Linked DNA regions of Mus musculus: region 1 is linked to region 2. The links are chromatin contacts, called in public Hi-C maps. All regions are on one chromosome and are shown on one strand. Each heading gives the region's core, a stretch centred on a gene start, on an enhancer-like site or on the middle of the called end of the contact. The rest is flanking DNA. Distances are from core to core; before and after follow the strand shown.

Region 1 (5,573 bases), core at 2,430-4,929, 620 kb before region 2:
AACCACTGAGCCATCTTTCCAGCCCCCTCATTTTTTAAGTAACTAAAAGACTTTTTTTTTTTTTTCAGAAACTTCTATGGTATCATCCACATTTTACAGAGAAGCATGGGACACAGCAAGGAAGAAGTAAAATCTAGATTCAAATTCTACAGCCTAACTCAGAAGATCATACTCTTAGTAAATATTGTTTATATTTATATTCAGACTGAACGGTGTATTTAATCATTCTTATAGCTAAGGTTAAACAAGGCTCCCTCTAACTTTTCTTTTTTCTTCAGACTGGTTGAAAACTCGTGATCTTTCTTCATAATGGGTTTACAGATTTGCTCTGGCTATAAATTTTTTTTATATTCTATCTTGCGAATGTGTGTGTGTGTGTATGTGTTTGTGCGTGCGCATATGTGCAGGTGCATACATATGTGTAGTGTGTGTGTGTGTGTGTGTGTGTGTGTGTGTGTGTGTGTGTATCTGCATGTGGAGGTCGGAGAACAGCCTCGGCAGTTGGTCCTCAGGAATCAACCATTTTTACTTCGAGGCAGGCCCTTATTAGGTTGACTACTTGCTGACAAGTCGTCAGGCTGTCTGGCTCATGTAAGCCTCCGGAGTCTGCCTGTCTCTCCTTCCTTCACGGACTATAAGAATGCACGTCTCCATATCTGGTCTTTAAAAAAAAAAAGTGGGTTCTGGGAATCAAACTGAGGTTCTCCTGCTTGCAAAGCCTTTGTCAGCTGGCCCAGCTTTCTATTTTCCCAGCCCCTGACATCAGACAGTTTGCCTTGAAAGAGACAGGCTGGGTTAAGCCAGATATTTATGATAGCTATTTCTTATTAGAGACATACTTTCTGAAGCCCGTGTGTCCCAGCAGACAGTGTATTCTAGATCTCAATTACCTTTGTTGGAGTTTTACTTTTCATACACTTCCCCTGAGTTTCAATCTTGACCTTTGGACTGTACATCCTTATCTCTGATTTGAAGATGTGCATACAGAGGAAGCAAGTTAGGGGATGCTCCCAAAGTCATCTGGTCAACCAGGGAGTCAGGCTGAGCCTCTTGTCTGGAAGTTCATCTCCTGGTGACAGAGCTCTGTTAACTTAAAGAGTAGGGGATCAGTTTTTTTCCTGGGTGCCTGTCAATTGTTACCTATGGAGATGGTGGTGCTCAAAGGTCTAACTGGAAAACACAGTGACCTGCTCTCTCATATGCAAGGTTAAGAGACTGCTTTCACACATGAAGCAAGCTTGTAGAGAAATGTGATAGACTACAATGGGATTGGGTCTGATTTTGAGATTCTTAAAGCACTATTGACTTCCTGGAAACCTCTTGTTAATTTCTACACACGTCTGCTATGACCTTTCCCTTCCTTCTCATTTCCTTCTGGTTATTTCCCCTCTGGGGCAATTTTCAGGAAAACAAAACAAAACAAAACAAAACAAAACAAAAAAAATGTTTGAACTTTCTTTTGTTCTCCAAACTAAGAGCAGTTTTATTAAGTCTCCAGGAAAAGGTGTATATCCATATGTTATTATTATTATTTTTTAATAAAAGCAATATTTAGGGTGATAGAGGAAGGATGATCAAGAATTTAAGACTAGCTTTGGCTACATGGTGAGGCTAGCCTGCCTGGACTATTTGAGGTCCTATGCCAACAAAAAATATTTTCGATGTAAATACAGTAGTCTTGTAACTCTTGTTTTATGAAGGAAAATACCGATGAGAAGGTCAAACAGTTTTGGCCACTGAGCTCTTTGGCTTGGGGCATGAATGAGAAATGGCAAAATGGAGATAAACCTTTTATTCAGAAACTAGATGTCTTGCTGGCTGGGACAACTGAAAGTTTTAACACAGTTCATACCAGCACTTGGGTCTGTGGAGAGGCTGACCCAAGGTAGGTGCTGGCCTGGTTTGCATTCTTTTAATCTTCAAGGTGTTTCCCAGTGTTGACTTCTGGTTGCAATGTACCTGTGAACATGTGGTCACCTATGACCTCTTGGCAGAAAAGTATTCCTGTTTGAGAAACAACTATTCCACTTTACAACAATAAGAGCTCTGGCCTTTGACATTAAATAAACAGGGCTAAGCACAGCTCTCCTGGTATAATAGGACCTCAGATTGTGTTCTGGATTCTTCAACTAATCTGAGCTCAGTTCTGAAAACTCAAAGCTCCAGAGGTACCTCTAAGTGGGTGTCAGTGCTCTGTCTACTATACTTATCACTTGTACAAAAATTCATTATTTTATCTTTAAAGGAAAAATAAAGAAAGGAAAAGAAAAGAAAAGAAAAGAAAAGAAAGGAAAAAGAAGGAAAAGAAAAGGAAGGAAAAGAAAAGGAAGGAAAAGAAAAGGCAAGGCAAGGCAAGGCAAGGCAAGGCAAGGCAAGGCAAGGCAAGGCAAGGCAAGGCAAGGCAAGGCTACAGAGTGGTGCCACACTACAAAAATCTCAGCCCTTGTAATACTGAGGCAGGAGAATTGCTATGAATCAAGGCTAGCTTGGGCTGCATAATAAATTCCTGGTCATCCTGGGTTACAGAGTCTCAACACACACACACACACACACAGACACACACACAGAGGCACACACAGGCACACACAGACACACACAGACACACACAGGCACACACAGACACACACAGACACAGACCCCCCCCCCAAACACACTAATAATAATGATGATGATAGTAATAATTTTATTTAAAACATTTTGGGAAACTGTCACATTGTATGAAATCTACCCTACAGGATTGCTCATTATAGGCATTGTATTGTAAGTGGCCTTTTAGATCTTCTCATCTTGCCTTAACTGAAAGTCTGTACCCCCAAAATAACTCCCACTTGCTCTTTCTCCATAACTGGCAACTGTCTTCCTCGGTGCCCTTCCATGGGTTTGATTGCTTTTGATTCCTCATGGGAAGTAAGACTGAGGTTCTTCCAAAACCGAATGAATGAATGAATGAATGACTAGAAGATCTAGAAGAACTAGAATGAAAAGGGATGGAGAAGAGAAACCCAGATGTGGGCGTGTTTGCTGAGGAATTTGAACTCCATGGTGGTGAACCGTCCCCTCTACAATCATGTTCACCTTTGGTGAGTTTGAAGTGGCCTGTGGGAGGGACTCCCAGGTTCAAATTCACAGGGATGAATAACTTCATAGTTTGGACTCTACAGAGTGAAGCCTCTTTAGCTTATTTCATGAAGGCATGTTTGAATGTGGTAAACAAGGGGGTGAGATTACATGCAGCAAGGACTGGAGCGTGATTTGTCACTGACAATGGAAGTCACATTTTATAAATGATTGATCCTTTGAGTATCTTCCCAAAGATCATCAATGGGTTCTTAAAGGACATTTACTGTTGTTGCACCAAGGCCATGGTTAGCAGATCAGTTTTGAGGGCTAATGGTTCACAGCTAGATAGTCCTATGGGATAAGTGCTGTATCCCTGCTTTAAAGTGTACCTTCACAGGGAGACTCCTCCTGTACCTCCCATACCCCTTTTGTTAGTAGAAGCAAGTAGAAGTTCCATTTGTAAAAGTACAAGAGAAAGGGTTTTGCTCTCTTTCCTCTGACCAGTTCCTTCCAAAGAATATGGAGTGTGAGCTGTTTGAGTATAGGGCTCTTGCTCACCCAACTGGAACAGCAGGGGCAGCAATGTTTGTGGTGGCAGCCACAGCTGCAGCCTCAGTAGCAGCAGCAGCAGTAGTAGCAGCATCAGCACACTAACATCTTACATCTTAACATCTTTTAAGTTGTTGTATCAGGAAGAGACATTTGACTTTTATTGCTTCTTTCCATTTCTAAGTTTTCTCTTTAATTTCCTTAGCGTCATTTCCAGAGTCCTGAATTACTAGTCGATCCTTTCAAGTTCATTTGCCACTCCCTGTTTAGAACAGAAGTCTTCTTAGCGGTACAAGAGGGCTGCTAGTCTATGCCCATTGCCTAGCTGGCTGTGTGGTTTTGGACAAGTGAGTCTAGTTTTCTAGCTCTCTTGTTGTTTCATCTCTGAACTATGAGTGTTAGGCTAGAATGACCATGTCCAGGTTCTTGAGAAATGAAAAAAAAAACCCTTAGGATGTTGGGGGTTGAGTGTCAGGGCTGGCCTTCGGTTTTCACCTAGTAACCAAGACACAAGCATCACAAGACTGTATTTCACCAACTGGAACTCAAAGGTAAGCTTGGAGGAGAAGAATCTTAGCAAGTGGGTAAGAGTGATGGAGTTCTTGAGAGGACCACATTCTAACTCTGAGTATCATAGACAGTATTTTAACATCACCAGCTGAAACATGTGTTATCCATAAGTCTATAAAATAACCGTTAATCATGTTGAAATCTCGATGTATCTATACTGAGATGTCTTGGAGAGGGAATCACTCACTGTGAACAACCAAAAGTTTTCTCTGTAATTAGAAGCTTCTCATCAACATTAAGCCGAGCTGGAGTCTCCCACCTATTGCTCTCAGCTGCCTGGAGCCCATGTTAGATGTAGTACAGATTATGGATGCTTCTAGATTTAGGATAATTTCACCTGATTTCCTTAGGAAACCAATACAAGGCCTATCATCCTGCCTTACTTGGGGCCGGGGGCGGGGGGTGGGGGGAGAGAGACGGTGCAGTGGGGTGACAAGTGATCCATTGTTGCCATTCTTGGGTTCTGGCTTATGAAAATATCCTTCTTATCATTTGCTATTTTGTCAAAGCCACGGCTCAGCTTCACACAATATAGTTGGGTTGCTGTGTGGAATGTGGTGGCTGGGTAGACTTCAGTTCACGGAGTCTTCTGGTTAAAAGCGTAGGTGATACCGAGAAAAGGGTTGACTTGTTTCATCCTCTGGTCTTAAGCTGAGCATGGCAGCTAGGACATCATTAACTTGGAAACCTTGAGAACCTCTGGAAACAGATGGTTTGAGACATCTTTGGGGTGGGATTGGCTTCACATTCAGTTCTCTGGGAGAAGGACCACGGCAAATAACCTAACAACAATGGGGTTTGCTTTTGATTTCAAACCACAGTTCATAAAACTGATCTTCTGTTCTCTCTTCATAAGACAGATATAGTGCCACATAAGGAGTTGCAAATGTAAAATTATTAATGTATGTAATTGCTCAACATAGGGTATATCCTTTACTCTCTCTTTCATAGAAGAGATGTTAATAGAAGAGATGGATGGGTTAAAAAGAACCAAGGGTTAGGAGTCTAGCACTCAGATATTCTGTTCTTGAAATTGAAACAATCAAGCATTTGGTGTTGCTCTAAATTCATGTAACAGGTCTCGAATGGGATATCATAGCTCTGCCACTTCATCGCATTTCTGGGTTAGCTAGCTTCCTCAGTTTCCAGAATGACTCTTTCAAATGCTCTCTACCATTTAAACATCTGACCCCTTTCCTGACCCCTCTTGCTTCATCTATCCCAGCTGAATACCTTGTCTCCTATGTCATAAATAAAACAAAAGCTATCAGATGGAAACTCCTTCAACGTTCAGGTATTCCAGACATGGAAAAGGTGGTGGCTTTTTTGATTATTTGCTTGTTTTGGCCCTTACCCACGACTTCTTCCTTCTTTCTGCTCCTTGGAGTTAGCCC
Region 2 (5,550 bases), core at 2,781-5,280:
CCGAATGCAAATGAGAGCTCTGCATTTTATAAAGAATGTTCTGGGAGAGACTGTCAAAGTGTTTTCAAATGAGCACTTTCCTTTTGGAGGGTAAACAAAGGCACAGAGAGGTTCGACTACAGTGTCTCTTTGTCGACAGACCAACTTAATGAAAGTGACAAAATAAATAAATACAGGCTTTGGAGGGTACAGTGAAAAATGAGAGATATATTTACAAAGCTGTATTTAACAGGGAGAGATGGGGGAGAGAGGGAGAAAGAGAAAGAGAGAGAGAGAGAGAGAGAGAGAGAGAGAGAGAGAGAGAGAGAGAGAGAGAGAGAGAGAGAGAGAAATGAGAATGAGGGAAACTTGACTTCTAATTTTACAGAGAAAGCATTTTCTCTAAAAAGACAAGATAATTCATTTACTTTTCAAAATAGACTGCAGATATGCTAAACTTCATAGCTTATGAGTTCAATCTTCAGTTTCTATCCATTTACACTCAAGTTGTGAATTCAATTTATTATCTATTACTGAAGGAGAATGTTCTGCCTTGCATGTGTTTGCATCAAGTCAGGAAGCCTCAGCTTAGGAATTTACAAATCTTCAACCTGGTGTGAGGAAGTTAAATAAACATGCAATTTCCTAATCAGCTGAGATCAATGCTTTCTGAGAGGTGCAGTTTGGTCTGGTAAACATAGAATTGATACAACATGGAGAAACTGAGAATAATGCCAATATTGGAAATGTAGTAACAGGGACAACAACAATGTTTAGAGACAATAGTCTCACACTCCCAGGGTTTAGTGACTCATTCAGTTAAATTAGCATATTGAGATGATCACAAATAGCATCGAACTCTCTAAACTTGCTAGATATACCAAAAGAGAAAGGCCTGCCTAATATTTAAGGATCCATATGAAGTATAGTTCAGAGTTACTATGCTGTTCTTAATAGGAAATGGGGCAGATTCTTATCTAAAAGCTGGAAGTATATCATTCTATTTCCTTTGGTTTCCCATAGCAGATTCTTAAATTCTTTAATTCTCCGGTTATATTGAAGTTGATATATATTTGTTCTACAACAGAAACCCTAGGGTTTATTTGCTGGTCACACTTGCATTCTAGTCTCTTTATCTTCTTTTCTGCTACATTCTACAGTTAATGTACTTTACTATAAAATAACACATCAGTTTCATCATTGAGGAAATGATACATTGAGAAATCAGTATCATGTCTTCCAAATATCTTCTTTGAAGACAATGACCATTTCCAAATAGGAACACAAAGGCTGTATTTGTGTTGCAAACGTACCACAGGCTCCCTGCACTACAATCATGCAGGGTTTCAGGCAACTCTGTGTTTTAGCATAAAGTATGTGAGGGGAGATATTTCTTTGTGTGAACAATAATACTCATTTCCAAGAATCCTGGATGTCAGACTGGCTGGGAATTATTTTCAAAGATGAACAAAGACATTTGACATTTTGAGATGAACAATAAAACAAAATGATAACAAGTGAATATATGTTTGTAGATGCATGTATGTGATGCATGTGATTCATAGGGAATAAGGAGTCAAGGAGAGAGGTAGGGGAAGAGAAGGGGAACCTCAGTCTGAGGAACTTGGACTTGTAGGCAACTACAAAAGGTAAGGGACTCTGGCTTCAGTATTTCAAGCCTTAATTAATTAGGAAGAAGATGTGTTCTATAAAGAGTAACCAACTCTGCATGTACAGAACACAGAGAGAATGTTACTCAGTCTGAACACTTTGGACGGAAGGCATAAGTTTATCCTTAATCCAAGGGTAAGCTCAAGGGTATTTTGATTTATATTTTCTTATTAATTCTTTGTAGTCTGTCTGAGGAAAGAAATATTGGTGTACATAGTTGGGCTAAGATAGTAAAAAGTGAGTTTTATTTCATGTGAATAAGCTATATACATAAAAATAAGGATTATTGCATGAGGATTTTGTGCAATATATTTTATATTATAACATATCATCTATGCCAACCTTCTGGCTCTATCAATGAAGTAATTATATGGAAAAAAGGTATCGCTATGTGATCAAAGCAGTGCTTAGACTTGGGAGCTCATGGAGAATATTCAGTGAGTAGATCGCTAGTAGTTTTGTTTATTCTCTAACTATTAACATCTACTGTATGAAGATCTAATTGAAAACTTATATCAAAACCAGAGTAACACATCTGCTATTGATAAAACTCAAGTACATGAGTCAAATCAATGCTCTTGTTTGCATCTCTCATGCAACTTACTCCCAAATATTGTTTAATTTTCCAAATATTTTGAAGTATCAGAATGACTACTCATATTCAATAGCTGGATAAAAACAAGGGGTAAAGGTGATTAGGTGGTATTTCTATCTGAGAATGTGAGTTTGCCTTATAATGCTACACGGACATCTTCTTTTATTGCTCTCATGTTCCATTTATCATGGGATAAAAGAATATCTCTTGATTTTTACTTATTCGGCTCAGACATGATTAAAGCAGGCAAAAATGACTGCAGAGTAAGGCAGAGAGCTCAGCTTGTTTATTGGATAGAAGTTGGGAAAAGAGTAATATGGCAACAACACTGAAGAATATATGACTGGGGCTAGAACTGTTGAGACTTCCAGTTTCCATAGTGTAGCTGCAAAGCAAAGAATGACTTGAGTAAAAACTCCAGAGCTCATCAGTGAAAGAGAATGCATGCTTACAGTCAGTTTAAATACAGTGTTGTGTTTGTTTATTTTATGTGAATGTTTTGCCTGTATGTATGTATGTATGTATGTATGTATGCATGTATGTATACTACATACAGCTTGGTATACATGGAGGACAGAATATGTCATAGGATCCCCAAGAACTAGAGTTACAGATAGTTGTCAGCCACTATGTGGATGCTGGAAATTGAATACAGGGACTCTGCAGAAACAAGTGCTCTTATCTACTAAATCGTTTCTCTAGCCCTCTAAAGAATATATTGTTACTATGAAGACTCAGAACAAATTAGCTCTATATCTATTTACTGTTTGATATGTAGGAGGTAGCCATTCTTAATATTTAAAATGTATAATTCTCTGGGGTTGAGACAATGGTTCAGTCTGTAAACTCTTTCTCTCCAGCATAAAGACCTCAGTTCAATGCCCAGTACTCATATGAAGGACAAGGTAGCATGATGTATGCATGTAACCTCAGCAATGAGATGGGAGGGAGACAGGTAGATTCCTGGCTTTTATTTGCCAGGCAGCCTACCTGAATCTGTGAGTTGCAGTTTCAGTGAGAGACCATACCTCAAAAATATGATGAACAGTGATTAAGCAATACACCCAGAATTGACTTCTGGCCTAAACACACACACACACACACACACACACACACACACACACACACACACACACACATTCTTACACACATGCACATAGGAACACATATACCATGTGCATACCCCTAAGTGGCCAACTGAATTACCAAATTGCTTTTAAGAATTTATGCTTAAAATGCCTTGCATCAATGACATTTTGAGGTAACTTTTCTGTCTCTGCTTTATATGATATGTCTTTCATTAACATTGGATAGCTTTCCAGTTAAAATGAAAATGAGTTTCCCATCACTACCTATATTTCAGTAGTGCAGTAGCATATAACAATGCCTTTTGATCTGGAAAGTGCAGTGACTGGATTCACATGGCTTAGGCTCAAGTTAACCACCACATCCTCCTTCCATCTAAAAATAGCCCATATCTTTCCAAATGGGTACCAAACCCTCTAAGTTCTTAGAACTTGTTTTTCCCCCATACTTAAATTTGAAGCCACCCACCTGGTTTTAGGTATTTTTTGAGGTAGAAGGGAGGGCTAAAAGGCAGTATTCTGCAGAATATTCTCTTGCCTTTCCTAGTTACCAAAGTTCTATTACTTCCGTTACAAAGTGGCTTTGATGTGCTTATGGGTGAGAGGGCAAAGGAACCAGAGTCAGAGTAGGTTTGAATGTGTGGGGTATGACATTAATTTGCACTTGAATAATCATTTCTGGATATGCATACAGGATATCAGCATATCTGCTTCAAACATGGGGAAAATCCCCTAAAGTCAGTCAACTCATTGCTCTACATAGTTTAAACCACAGGCTCAAATTTTTTTTAAACCAAGTTCATTATTGCTGTGTGTCATGCAGATATCAGTTGACTTTATTACAGAAGAGTAAACTTTGCACAAACCAAAAGAGGTAATGATCTTAATATGATCCCATTGGAAAAACCATGGTTTCTACCAAGTATTTTCCTATTTATAACAATAGAGAAGAATCATGTGTCCAGTATATTCAGCTTCCCCACTTAGTAGCATCTTGCAAAACAGCAGAGCAATGACACAGACAGGCAAGATACAGAACATTTCTTTTACTGTACAATTCTTTTCTGTTGGCCTGATAATAGCCAGACCAACTTCCTGCTTGTCTCCATTCCCACACTAACCCTTAGCAACCTCTAACCTATTGCATTCCCATACTTCTCTTATTTCAGGAACGGCACATAAGAGAATTGTATTGTGTGACTTTTGAAGTTCATTTTTATCCACTTAGTGTTGTTCTTCAGAGACTCATCAGGGTTTTGGCGGATGGAAGTATATGCCTTTATTGCCAAATAGTGGTCCATGGCAAGTGTTTAACCTCAACCTGCTGAGGAAAATTGGGTTGTTTTCTGTTGTTTTTGTTTTGTTTTCTTTTGCTTTTGTTTTGCAACAACTGTAAACAGATGTTGCTTTAGTGATCCATTTAGTGTCATATTTTTTCTTATTTTGCACTTTTATGTATTGATTTGACTTTCTCCAGTAGCTGGAAAGAAAAGCGATCTAGTGCTGTGTGGTATTCTTAAGCATGTGCAGCTCTGATGTCTCTTATCAAAGGAACATTTGTTGCATGAGTTTTGTTCAAGTGTTAGTTACAGGGCTTTTGGCCATAAACTCAGGGTTACTTCTTAAAAAACAATATATGTTAAGTGTGGTGTCCCAGCATAGGAACACACTTAAAACACAGCTATGTATTGACTGGCTAATAAAATGCAACCAGAGACTTCTATGGACTTGCCCTGCATTTTCCTGTGAGAAGTGTGTAGATGCTTTCTAGTCTAGAATCTATAGCTATTTTAGAGACTATAATCACTCCACACAAATGATAACAGTTACATTCTATTACAGGACAGTTATTTCATAGACTATAACCACGACACATAAACTAAGAACAATTCTGTTACATGAGGTAATCATGGAGAGTAACAATATTATATATATAAAAGCCTCCCAATAAACCAAAACCAAGTGTCTCTTCCCCCAAATGCTCTTCCTCCATGAGGTACTTCTCCATTATCTAGTACATAATGTGAGAGTGAACACACGCCCAAGGTTTGGAAGGTAATGGTTTTCTTTTACTTGAAAGCACTGGGGAACCACCCAATGAAGAATGTCAAGGTAAAATTTTTATTTTTGAAGATTATTTGGGTATATATAGAAATGAATTGGTGAATGCATATAAAGAAACTGCTAAGAATAGAAATAAGGAGACAATTAGGCATCTAG

The links. Hi-C and Micro-C count contacts between places; a contact is called where the count stands out from the background.
Region 1: a contact with region 2 is called in a Hi-C map of Th2 cells, with 2.2 times the contacts expected there. The contact joins two enhancer-like sites. A contact is called at or near these places in 2 of 484 Hi-C or Micro-C datasets (Th2 cells and group 2 innate lymphoid cells) and 1 of 115 datasets of contacts at active chromatin or transcription factors (astrocytes).

The regions. Positions count from the first base shown.
Region 1 is chr2:9,585,842-9,591,414 of GRCm38.p6, reverse strand. Gm13218 (a long non-coding RNA gene) reads left to right here. Exons shown (of 2, transcript XR_001783609.1): 2 at 69-197. Among named protein-coding and RNA genes, the nearest start is that of Gm13218, 4.3 kb to the left of the region's middle. Within about 2 kb of position 3,679, at least 5 of the 459 cell types and tissues checked have an H3K27ac peak or open chromatin away from gene starts, as enhancers often do. A contact at or near this core is called in Th2 cells, where this site is marked.
Region 2 is chr2:8,963,606-8,969,155 of GRCm38.p6, reverse strand. All of the region lies in intron 1 of Gm30957 (predicted gene, 30957), which reads right to left. Among named protein-coding and RNA genes, the nearest start is that of Gm30957, 19 kb to the right of the region's middle. Within about 2 kb of position 4,030, at least 6 of the 459 cell types and tissues checked have an H3K27ac peak or open chromatin away from gene starts, as enhancers often do. A contact at or near this core is called in Th2 cells, where this site is marked.